2 separate regions of the Oryzias latipes genome follow, and region 2 is linked to region 1. Evidence: chromatin contacts called from public Hi-C data. All regions are on one chromosome and are shown on one strand. Each heading gives the region's core, a stretch centred on a gene start, on an enhancer-like site or on the middle of the called end of the contact. The rest is flanking DNA. Distances are from core to core; before and after follow the strand shown.

The links. Hi-C and Micro-C count contacts between places; a contact is called where the count stands out from the background.
Region 2: a Hi-C map of fibroblasts shows a contact between it and region 1, with 1.7 times the contacts expected there. The contact joins the enhancer-like site here to the promoter of hes4 in region 1. A contact is called at or near these places in 2 of 5 Hi-C or Micro-C datasets (embryo and fibroblasts).

What each region holds. Positions count from the first base shown.
Region 1 is chr7:10,091,241-10,096,714 of ASM223467v1, forward strand. It overlaps hes4 (hes family bHLH transcription factor 4), which reads left to right and starts at 2,200. Exons shown (of 4, transcript NM_001104815.1): 1 at 2,200-2,307; 2 at 2,396-2,491; 3 at 2,583-2,670; 4 at 2,764-3,338. The coding sequence starts at 2,200. The coding sequence ends at 3,338.
Region 2 is chr7:10,127,473-10,132,946 of ASM223467v1, forward strand. No RefSeq gene overlaps it. Among protein-coding and RNA genes, the nearest start is that of perm1, 21 kb to the right of the region's middle. Within about 2 kb of position 2,484, at least 5 of the 8 cell types and tissues checked have an H3K27ac peak or open chromatin away from gene starts, as enhancers often do.

The DNA of each region.
Region 1 (5,474 bases), core at 950-3,449:
ATAAATCATCTTGTCTCTTTTGTTTACAGATGCACTTTTCTTTGAGTTGAAGAAATGTATAATTTTTTGATTTACTTTTTAGTTTGTGTCAGAATAAGTGATGAGATATGCTTTTCAAAATGAAGTTACAGGCATCTCGTTCTGCTTCATCTTCGTTTGAGGGACAACGAAGGCGCCACCTTGTGGTCATTTATCAAAAAAGTGAGAAAAGAAAACCTTCACTGCTTGTTCATCTTTTTTTTTAGTTATTAGTTTAACCCTTGAGCTATCTTAGATGACCCCATCCTTACATTGACGTGTTCTCCCTACCATGACAAAGGTGGATAAAGGTGGAAAGATTTCATGTAATCCATGGACACCAGTGAGGTTCACAAATCATTGAAGAAAAAAGGTTCAGAGCACTGTCTAGTGGGTCTAGATGACCCAACTCCCAATGTTAAAGTGCCTAGGATAACACACGGGTTAAAATAGCAAACTGTAACTTTGTTACATTTGAAAGTGTAATGTAGAACTTACAGAACGGTTGCGTATGACAAAAAACAAATTAAAATGCTAAACATCTTTAAAAAAAAGGGTAGCTAAAGGCATCAACACACTTAGATAGAAACATAGCCTAATCTTGGTTAATTACAAAGATTGGGTTAAAATGATGACTAGAAATTATTGGCTGTTTAGATTTCCTGTATCTTTTTTGGTTCCTAATTTTATTTTGTAATTTTGGTCATCAAGAAATGTGTATTATGCTCTTTGTACCGCCATATGATGTAATGTTATGCCATTATCCTCTGCGACAGATTGTATGTTAGTGTTGTGATATGTTCAATAAAAAACACAACAAATTGACACACTTTGGGGAGGCGGACTTTTACACTAGGTGGCGCCGTTTCCCCCCTTTTCACTATTGTTTACACAAGTTCAGTTTAATGGTTTCTATTTTTTTTAATGTTTCTTTATTTCGTTAAGGCAGCTTTTTGGTCTTTCCCCCTCACTACATAAACAATAATGGATTCATCCAGGGTGCGTTACTTCTAACTTTGAATTATTCTGATATTTCATCAAAATTATCTGTTTTTTCTGTGTAAAATAGCCAAAAGAAAAACTTTATATTAAATTTAAAAAGTTAAAAAGTGTAAATCGGCTGCAGAGATCCATACCTACTAGAAAATGTGTTCATTTCATGGTTTAAAGATTTTTCCTTCTTGCGATCATTCTAGTGCGCAAATTGTAATCTGCAAGTTTTGGCACGTGCTCGCTGCAGACTGGAGGACACTGGACGCGAATGGCACGCGGACAGATGTGCACCCCCCTCATCCCTTCTTGTTTGAGCAGCTCCCGCTTTCGGATGATTGACAGCGGGTTGGCGGCGCAGCCAATCCCAGCGCGCGGTGGAGCATTTGCATAAAGTGGCTGCATGCCATTGGCTTGGTGCGTGCCGTTGCGCGCCGCCTCGCGTGCCGTGACAGCTGTCTCCTCCTCTGAGGACCAAGACAAGACGAGTCTTAAAATAGATCAAAACGTGGGTTTGCGCTAGTCTAAGGATTCTGTGAATTTCTATATCTGATTCTTTGCAGAACATGTCACACAAGAGGTGAAATGATTAAACATTTCAGAGAGATAAAGTCATTTACGCGCAGATTTCATCGTTTTATTGAAAGAAGAATCTAGCTGCATGGTTCTCGTGCACGAACACACACATATTACAGGGTTTTCGTGGAAAAATGTAAAAAATTAGGAAGCACGGGTCTTGGAATTCCCAGTTTTATCACTTAACAGCCCGACGTGGCCGGGCTCGGTCGCCGCGCGCTCAGCTTTGTTGTTTGTCCCTGCAGGGCTGATTGAGCAGCGCGTGACTGACGGCCCGCGAGGGTGTTGTCCAATCAGCTGCCTGCCCCGCGCCCAAAGGGTGAGGCCTGCCTGCCATTGGCTGAAGCGAGTGTGGGAAAGAATGCAGAGAGGGTTTCACACGAACTGGGAGCACGCGAGGCGTCTATAAGAACCGCAGCGGCGTGTGTCGGCGGCAGATGTGGAGAGCTGCTGTGCGCGGTGAGGTGCGCGCTCCCGTCCTCACATGACAGCACAGTGATAGCCAGACGGAGGAAGACGACTCTCCTTGCTCTGCAGTGATTTGCTTTGCCCCGCGCTTCCGCAGAGGATTTAATTCTTTACGTCTTTTAATTTTTCTACCTGCGTGGATCAATAATGCCGGCTGACTCCATGGAAAAGCAGACGGCATCTCCGATTGCTGGAGCGCCCGCGAACGGATCACACACACCGGACAAACCCAAGAATGCCAGCGAGCATCGAAAAGTAAGGACTTACAAGTTTTTTCTGATGATTTCTATTTATTTCCAAGGTATCCACCATATATTTATGTTTTCTTTTTTCCCCCTCCCAGTCTTCCAAACCCATCATGGAAAAACGCCGGAGAGCGAGAATCAACGAAAGTTTGGGACAGCTGAAGACTCTTATCTTAGACGCACTTAAGAAAGATGTACGTTAAAAAGCAAACAACTCCAATCTGATCTTTCTTTGAGAGCAGTTCCAAAGTTCCTGGATTTAACTGATGCTATCATCTCCCGCAGAGCTCCAGACACTCCAAGCTGGAAAAAGCAGACATCCTGGAGATGACTGTGAAGCACCTGAGGAACCTGCAGCGCGTGCAGATGAGCGGTAAGTTCTGCTCGGAATCGAATGATCTTCAGAAGCGACAGAAACGTCACTAAACGTCTCCTCTTTCGCCGTGTTTCCCGCCAGCAGCGCTCTCAGCTGACGCCTCGGTCCTGAGCAAATACAGAGCCGGATTCAACGAGTGCATGAACGAGGTCACCCGCTTCCTGTCCACCTCTGAGGGGGTGAACACGGAAGTCAGGTCGAGGCTCCTCAGCCACCTGTCCAGCTGCATGAGTCAGATGATGTCCATGAACTACCCCCAGCAGACTCCGTCCCAGCCGGCGCACCTGGCTCAGCCGCTCCACGTGCAGCTCCCGTCCTCTCTGCCCATCGGCGGCGCGGCCATGGCCTCCAAGCTCAGCCCCGCCGAAGCCGTGTCCCCCAAAGTCTTCGGCGGCTTCCAGCTCGTCCCTGCTCCCGATGGACAGTTCGCCTTTTTGATCCCTAACCCCGCCTTCGGCTCCGCCACGGCCCCGGTCATTCCCCTTTACACAAACGCGGGGGTGCCTGTCGCTGTCAACGCAAGCCCGGTGCACGGCAGCTCAGCGCCCACCGCCACGTCCCCGGTCCACGGCATGACCTCCTTCTCCGGGGGGTCACAGGCGGTCAGCCCGGTGGGGGTGAGCACCGGCTCAGAGAGCAGCGAGCCGGTGTGGCGGCCCTGGTAGCAGAAAGAGACTCAGAGGAATCTGTGCGTAAGGTGTCCACGTTTGGGACCGATGCGTTCAGCCGTTGCGGGGGGGAAGAACCCGCAACTTCTCCAGCAGCAGTTGTCCATGTTTCGTTGTATGGAACAGACTTTCGCCTTTATCTCCAACATTTGGGGGTCGGTGGTAAAGATGTAGATTAAAGATCAGCAGGAAACTTTTCTTATGAAGTACTTTTATGAAAAGGTTTAGTTTTGTACAGAGGTGGTATTGACTGTTAAACCAAAGCTGTGTTTTATATTCTGTATTGTTTTGCGTTGAAAAGAAAGTTTGGGGAAAAGCCCGTTCTTTGAATAAAACATACATTTTTTTAAATCCTTACTGCCTTGTTATGATTTTTAATGACTTTCTCAGCAACGCTAGAAAATAAACCCCAAGGTCCTTCTTTATCTACAGTTTGGCGGGAATTCCTCACATCTGCCTGCTCATTTGCTCCAAAAGGGGATGTGTTTTTATGATTGAAGTAAAGGTAATTAAAAGTTTGAAAGGGGTCTCATCCTGTATGCAGCGGGAGCTTTAAGAAGTCTTAAATCCTATTCATGAGCCTGGGAATTACGCGCAGGGGTTAATGTCACTAACAGATTTCCTCAGTGAAAGGAGAATATGGAAGGATCCTCGCTTTCCTTTGTGCATCAATTGTTCAGTTTCACTCCCAGCGGGCCTACAGCCCTATAAAAGGAGGGGACCTGCTCTTAAGCGCAACAGTCAGGGGGAAATATTGCAGGTCAGGGAAGATTCGGAACTTCATTAGGACTTTAAAAAGCCAAAGGGCCAATTTGTGCTGATAGGTATATTGATTTATGTGCAGATCTGTGTTAAAAAAGAGAAACCCTTCTGTTTGTTTTTTTAAATCCCTAAAGGTGTAAGCCCATCGGAACTGAGGGCAGGGTTCCTGCGTGCAGTCAGGCGGCTTTGCTCTGCCGTGTGTCAGAAGCTTCTGGCGCGCTTGGGGTCCCTGCGCTCCAGATTAGATTACAGGCTGGTGACCAGCGGTCAAAACGTCCTCCTTATATTTAATACTCCGCCAGCGCGTCCTCGGTGCGTAAATCGCTAATACAGCCGCAGATGAACAAACAAAAGACTTATTTCTTCGTGTATGGATATTATTTTATCATCCAACAGGGTTTTGAAAATAAATCACAAACAGTTTGGAAGTTTTTGTTATTCTTGAGAAGCGCTTGTGAGGGTTTTTAACCCTCGGGTTTATTCTACGGTTGGAACCGTTTCGTTAATTGAGGTATTTACCCTCTCACTTTCATCCAGCAGAGTGAGTGCCCTGCAGATGACACCGCCAGTAAATGACACACCGAAACCCCGCTGCCAGCGACGCTTCAACAGCTTCCTTTCTGCGAGTAGGCATTGTGAAACGCCAGTTGGCAGCATCTGAGGCTTTTGCGGTGGTTCTTCTCTGCTTTCGCGTCTGACTTAAAAGTTGAGAGATGCCTTTAAGGAGCCGAGGTCGTGAGAACCAAGCGAACTAGTCCGCCTGCACCCGGGCGCAGCGCCAGTCAGTAAATCCCCACTGGCAGCCCGGGTCGTGCAGCCGCTCTGCAGAGGTGAGGAGGTGGACATGCACACACGTGGACGACAGGGAGGGCGCCTGGTTTGTGTAAACAGGAAGGATCCAGGGGGGTTGGATCATACTAAAAGAATATTTTCTTGCGAGATGATTAAAGGTCATGTTTGCGTTATGGCGTAAACGAAGAACCCAACAGAAACTGTGCGGCTGAGCGCACTGACGCACTTCTCGCAGAGCTAAATTAGAAGCGCCTGTAAGAACAGGAACAGTATCCTCATGATAATTGTGCGCATCTTCAAACCTGAACTGATCAGTTTGCAGCACACGGGTCACAAAACTTTAAATGAAAACGAAACCGGCGGGAATTCCTCTCCAGTGATGAAAAGGATTCCTGCAGAGGGCTGGATGTCCCTCAGGGATCCGCGCAATCACGTCCCTTGGGAGAGCTCACCATAAAGGGAGGGTCGGGGTCATCAGAGGAGCCACAAATGATCATTCTCATTAGCGACTGAATGGTGAAACGCGCGCAATGCACTGCCGCCAAACCTCTCCCCTACTTCTCCTTCCAGTTCGGGCAA
Region 2 (5,474 bases), core at 1,234-3,733, 37 kb after region 1:
AAGTAAAAGTCCCTCGGTCCAGTTCTCATATAAAGTCAATGATTCAGAGTGGAGGGTTAACTGATGAGTGGCGTTTAGAGTGATGTAACTGGCCAGCATGCCCTTAAAAACAGACTCCATGCACTGGGAAGACAAAACTCAGTTCGTTGCAGTTTGCGCAGTGACAGACAGGCTTCTTCTCCTTCTCCTTCTGCAGAAGTCTGACAAAACTTTTCGTTTCCTGTGTGGTTCATCTCTTTAAGAGATAGGCATAACCCTGACACACACCACAGAATTACAGCTCAACTGATCTCTTGTCTGCCATGTTTTCATGTGACGGTAATTATAATCTGAATCAATCACTAAATGAGATGTTCACAGAGCTGGAGATGAAGTAACCACAAACACACTCATGTTTTCAGTCCCAGTTGTAGTCTAAACTTTGTACTGAAATCATAAAAGACAGATGTGTTCAAAATGTTAACATGAGCCGAGAATAAAAAAAAAATCAGCTCAACCAACTGTATCAACAGAAATTCATTATATATGAAAATAAAATTGTACACCTCCTACTAAGCTCAAAAACAATGAAGGCTTGTGCCAGTCCTGAACGCCTCCTCTTCAGAGGAAGAAAGTCCTTTGCAGCCTCATTTATTTGCTGGAGTGTATTTGTTCAAAAGTACCTTCTTTCAGTGCAGCGCATGCACATGAGCAGAGGGGGCTGACATACAGACCTCTGTCTTGGCTGACAACCAGTGGTCAGAGCGGCGTTGGCAGCAGGATCGTGAGAAACAGGGGGGCGACACCCAAATGTCATCACAGCTGCAAAACTGCTGAGCATAAAATACAAATTACAGAAATATGCACCCTGAGGCCTCCCAAAAATGAAAACAGAGGCACATTTGAGTGGCTTTAGTCCATCTGAGCAGAGGAGTTGATGCTTTCCTTGTATGCTGACGGAGTCTTTGCTGATTCACAGCAGACTTACGGCTTGACTTCTGCCAAGTTTCTGTTTATCAGGGCTGTCTCATAAAGTACAAGTATGTGACGTTTAAACTGAGCAAGACCTTGGGGGAGTAAGACATAATAATTATAGACAGAAAATCATTTAAGCTTGAAATTATATTATTTCCTCAACTTTTTTTCCTCTTTTGTTATAACAAATTAGAATCACATTTGGTAGAACATAATACTGAGATTCGCAGTTAAGGTCTTCTGAACAAATTTTAGGTCCATGCAAAAAATCCAGGAAGTGCTTCATTACTAAAACTTGATTTTTACAGTAAATTATATAAATAATTTAAATACAGAAAAAATAAATGTGTTAATGACAGGAATTTAAGTATATCTGTGTTGCAATTAAAACAGTCTGTCTACAAGTGGATTCATTAGAATGGAGCAGAGCAGAGAACTTGTGTCCTGCTGATTTTAGATTTTGTGTATCCACTCCAAGCTTTTTCAAATAGCAATTTCTTTTTGCTCCTGTGTCACAACGATTTGAATAAAGAAATACTCAAACTCAACTTTAATCTTAAATTTCTTTATATACACTGACCAAAAATATAAACGCAACACTTTTGTTATTGCTCCCATTTCAGAGTGGCCTTTTCTTGTGGCCAGTCTAAGGCACACCTGTGCAATAATCATGCTGTCTAATCAGCATCTTGATATGGCACACCTGTGAGGTAGGATGGATTGTCTTGGCAAAGGAGAAGTGCTCACTATCACAGATTTAGACAGATTTGTGAACAATATTTCAGAGGACTGGTTATTTTGTGTATGTGGAAAATGTTTCACATCTTTGAGTTCATACCACAAAAAATGGGAGCAATAACAAAAGTGTTGCGTTTATAATTTTGGTGAGTGTTTATCTGCTCCATCATGAGAAAATGCCACAAGAGCATGTTAAAAACACCAAAAAAACAATTTTCATTGGAGTGGGTCTTTAATGAATAAATTGTACTTGTTTTCATATGCTAGAGTACTTCTTTTGTAGAGCGTTCAGAGCTCATCTAGTTGCATCAAAAGGTTAGTTATAGGTTATTCATATCATGAAACTGATGAGACACATGTGTGTGTATTTATCCATAAACAGGTCTCTGGGCATATTTGTGTATGTTGGTGTACAATAGTAACACAGTACAGGTTGGTGTTTGTTTGTGTTTGAGAAAGAAGCTGGGAAAGTTTGAGACACAGTAGCCGAGTGGGTGGTGGTAGATTTGTGGTTTGGTTGAGTCGGGGGTGTTACACTCGTGTGAGCTTAAGGAGGTAGATGAAGCAAAGGGCTGAACAGAAAGGGAGTGAGAGCTTGTGCTTGTGCCTTTCAAGGTGTGTTATTTGTTCAAGGCTGTCCAAACATTTACAGAGCGCTGGCAGTCCTGGAATGCAGAGGCAGGGCCCAGACCGAAAGCAGCAGCCGTGGGAAACTGCTGCTCTCCTCAACCTCTGCAGGCTTGTTCCCCCTCAGGCAGAGTGTCAACACAGACAGTGCCAAAGATGTGTGGGCCTGATAGTGACATGACTTGTCAGCAGCAGCAGACACACACACACACACACACACACACACACACCACACACGTGCAGTGCAAGCAGGCGCACAGCCCGGCTCACTGCCTCGCTTGCAGACTGACACACATTAACTAACCGAGGTGAGGTAGAAGCTGCCCACACACACACAAATATAAGTCTCTTGCTGCTGTGAAAGACACACAAAGAGCTCTGTGTTCTGCTCAATCTGTAGATTCAATAAGACACATTTTTAGCCAAACTGCCCTTGATCTTGTATTTTGTTTTGCAAGTCCACTAATGTAGCAGAAATGTCATTATGAATCTATTTTACTACATTGTTTTTTTAATATAAGGGAATTGGGCAAATTACATTTCCATTACTTTAGAGTATTAGTAGCTTGCCCTTTAACCAGATTTTCACTTCTTTCATACACACAGGATATCAAAACAATCATCAAGCTAGAAGGTGAGCAAAATGGAAGATGTTAAACCTTCCACTTTGTGCTTATTTTTTTTGATTGCACTAAAGTGACTGAGGGGGAACCTGCTGGTGCCAAGCATGGGAACCAGGCATTCTAGAGAGCCACACTAGGAAGTCAGCTTTCACAGTGCACCGCTGAAGCCATATCTTGTGATAAGAGTTGAGTTCAGAATGCTGGCCGCAAGTCCATGACACGCACGGGTGCAGACCAAGTTCACGCGTACCTCAGTCCACCTGTTCTCCACTCAGTCACAAACCTCAGCTGAGATAATGTGTGACTGACACATTGAACTTCACACCGTGTTTACCTATTTCCAACTCAAAATATAGCCATATATGTTTGCAAATAATAATTTAAATATAAAAGTCCAACAAGTTTTTAAAGTGTTCTTGCAGCTTTTTTCTATTGATGGAGGACATGTTTAAACAAAATCAAGGTGGAAATTGCATTTCTGTGTATGTCTTGAATCAAATCGTTGTGAATCAGGAGCAAATGAAAAACTACCATTTGAAAAGACTTTTGGATGTGGCCTTACAACTTACAACGGCAGAGCTACATGCTCTCTGCTCTGCTCTGTTCTAATGCATCCAGACAAATAAATCCCTACACGTCTTTGTTTTCCTTGTCCGAGCTGACATCTGGCTCAAAACTGTACGACTGGATAGCTCCAATATTGTTGGATGTTTATGTTGCACCGTTAATGTTAGTTTGGGGTTGTGAGGGATGTAAGCTAGCAAGAGACCGTGTAAACAAAGACAGGATGGGAAATAGGGACAGGGCTTCTCTGCCCCAACAGTCCTGTCTACAATTCAGAGCCAAAGTTCTAAGGAATTCCTGCCGCTCTGCAGAAACTATGTCCACGAAAGCGACATAGGTTTTTTCATTTTAGCTAAGAATGGCATAATCATCATTAAAAGACATCTAAGAACCCTTTTACAATAGATCATTGATATAAAGTACAAAAACAACTCATAACTTAGGTGTATTCATTTTGCTGATCTTTTCGTAACACATTTATATAGAATTTTAGCAAAAAATCTTATAAATTTTAAACATCAAATCTCCTCTCAGTTAAATGTTTCTTCAATAACAACTTGTTTCTGTTTGAATGATGAATAACAAGTATAGCATGAGGATAAAGATGCCTGTAGACTAAATAAAGTAAAAAACCCTATGTTTAAAACTGTGGTTTGTTGTGAGGAAACCTTCCTTATTTGATTAAAGATGTTCATTTGCCTAAGCGCCGGCAGAATACCTGCTGTTGACACAGAACTTCGGGTTGGTGGGACAGCTGCCAAACAAAGAAACACAGCTACACACCTCAAATGAGTGATACCTGGAGTCTGAGCGTATGACAAATCTGAGAGAAACTTGCTCATCATGCTTTTCTTCAGAGAATGGCTCTTTGTCTTTATCTCTGGCACACAGTCGCTGCGTCTGCCCTGGAGCTACATACACCTGCCTCCAACGCTGCCGCAGAGTCATGTTTCAGCAATGAGGCAACGTCCCACCAATAAGCTGCGGTGAGAACAGTTGAAGAGTGTGGTGGGAACTCTCCTCCCATCTCTCCTCTCTCTACCTGAGAACCGAGGCAGCAACAGGGAGGGGCCGCCCCGCCGCCTGCCGTCTGAATGAACACCAAACAAAAACTTACCAACAGGTGAGTTACACGAGTCAGTGTTAGTTTTTCTTTTTTTTCTGTTTCTTTTCACCCCCTCTTATTATTTTTCATTCATGGCTGCCATCCTGCTTTGCATTTTGGCAGGACTATAAAAAAGGAAACACTAAAAAAAAAACATTCAAAGTGTGGGAACCTTTCCCTGTTCCTTTTTTCCCCTTCGATGAGCTTTTATCAACATTAACTCAGCTTACACAGGTATTTGTGCACCTGTGGTCCAGGATTAGAGGATCATCTTTTTTATTGTGTGCAGAAACAACTACAGTGAACATTTTTTTCCACCTTTTGGTCTGAAATCCTGTGCTGAACAGCTGTAAAAGCTTAGACTGTCAAAGCAAACTGTATTAAATCTTTTTTAAATCTTAGCACAATAAACGAGAAATTAAGGAAGTACCTATTAGTTCATTGTTGCGTAACTTTATGATGAAAAAATGATTGAAGGCTTAATGATATAGGCTGTTTGAAGAAGTTGTTAGAAATCTGAAAGAACCGGTTGTTTCCTCATTGTTATCTCAAGACATCCATTCCATTTGACATAAGAAGTAACACCCCAAAGAAAACGTTTGTGGAATTTGATGTTTGCTGTTCGCACTATGTAAATAATTTCCCTGTTTATTCTAAAGAAAATAATTGAATAAAGATAGATTCATCTGATTGTTTGACCTCTTGACTAAAATTAAAATTCAAAAATCTTTTTGGAATTTTTTTCTTTTAGCAGCTCCTCTCAGACTTTTGTTATCTGTATCCTCCTCACACCAACCACCCTCATGACCTCCTTCTCAACACCCCCTTTTTGATCTTCCTTAGGCCAGAGAAGGGCCAACCTT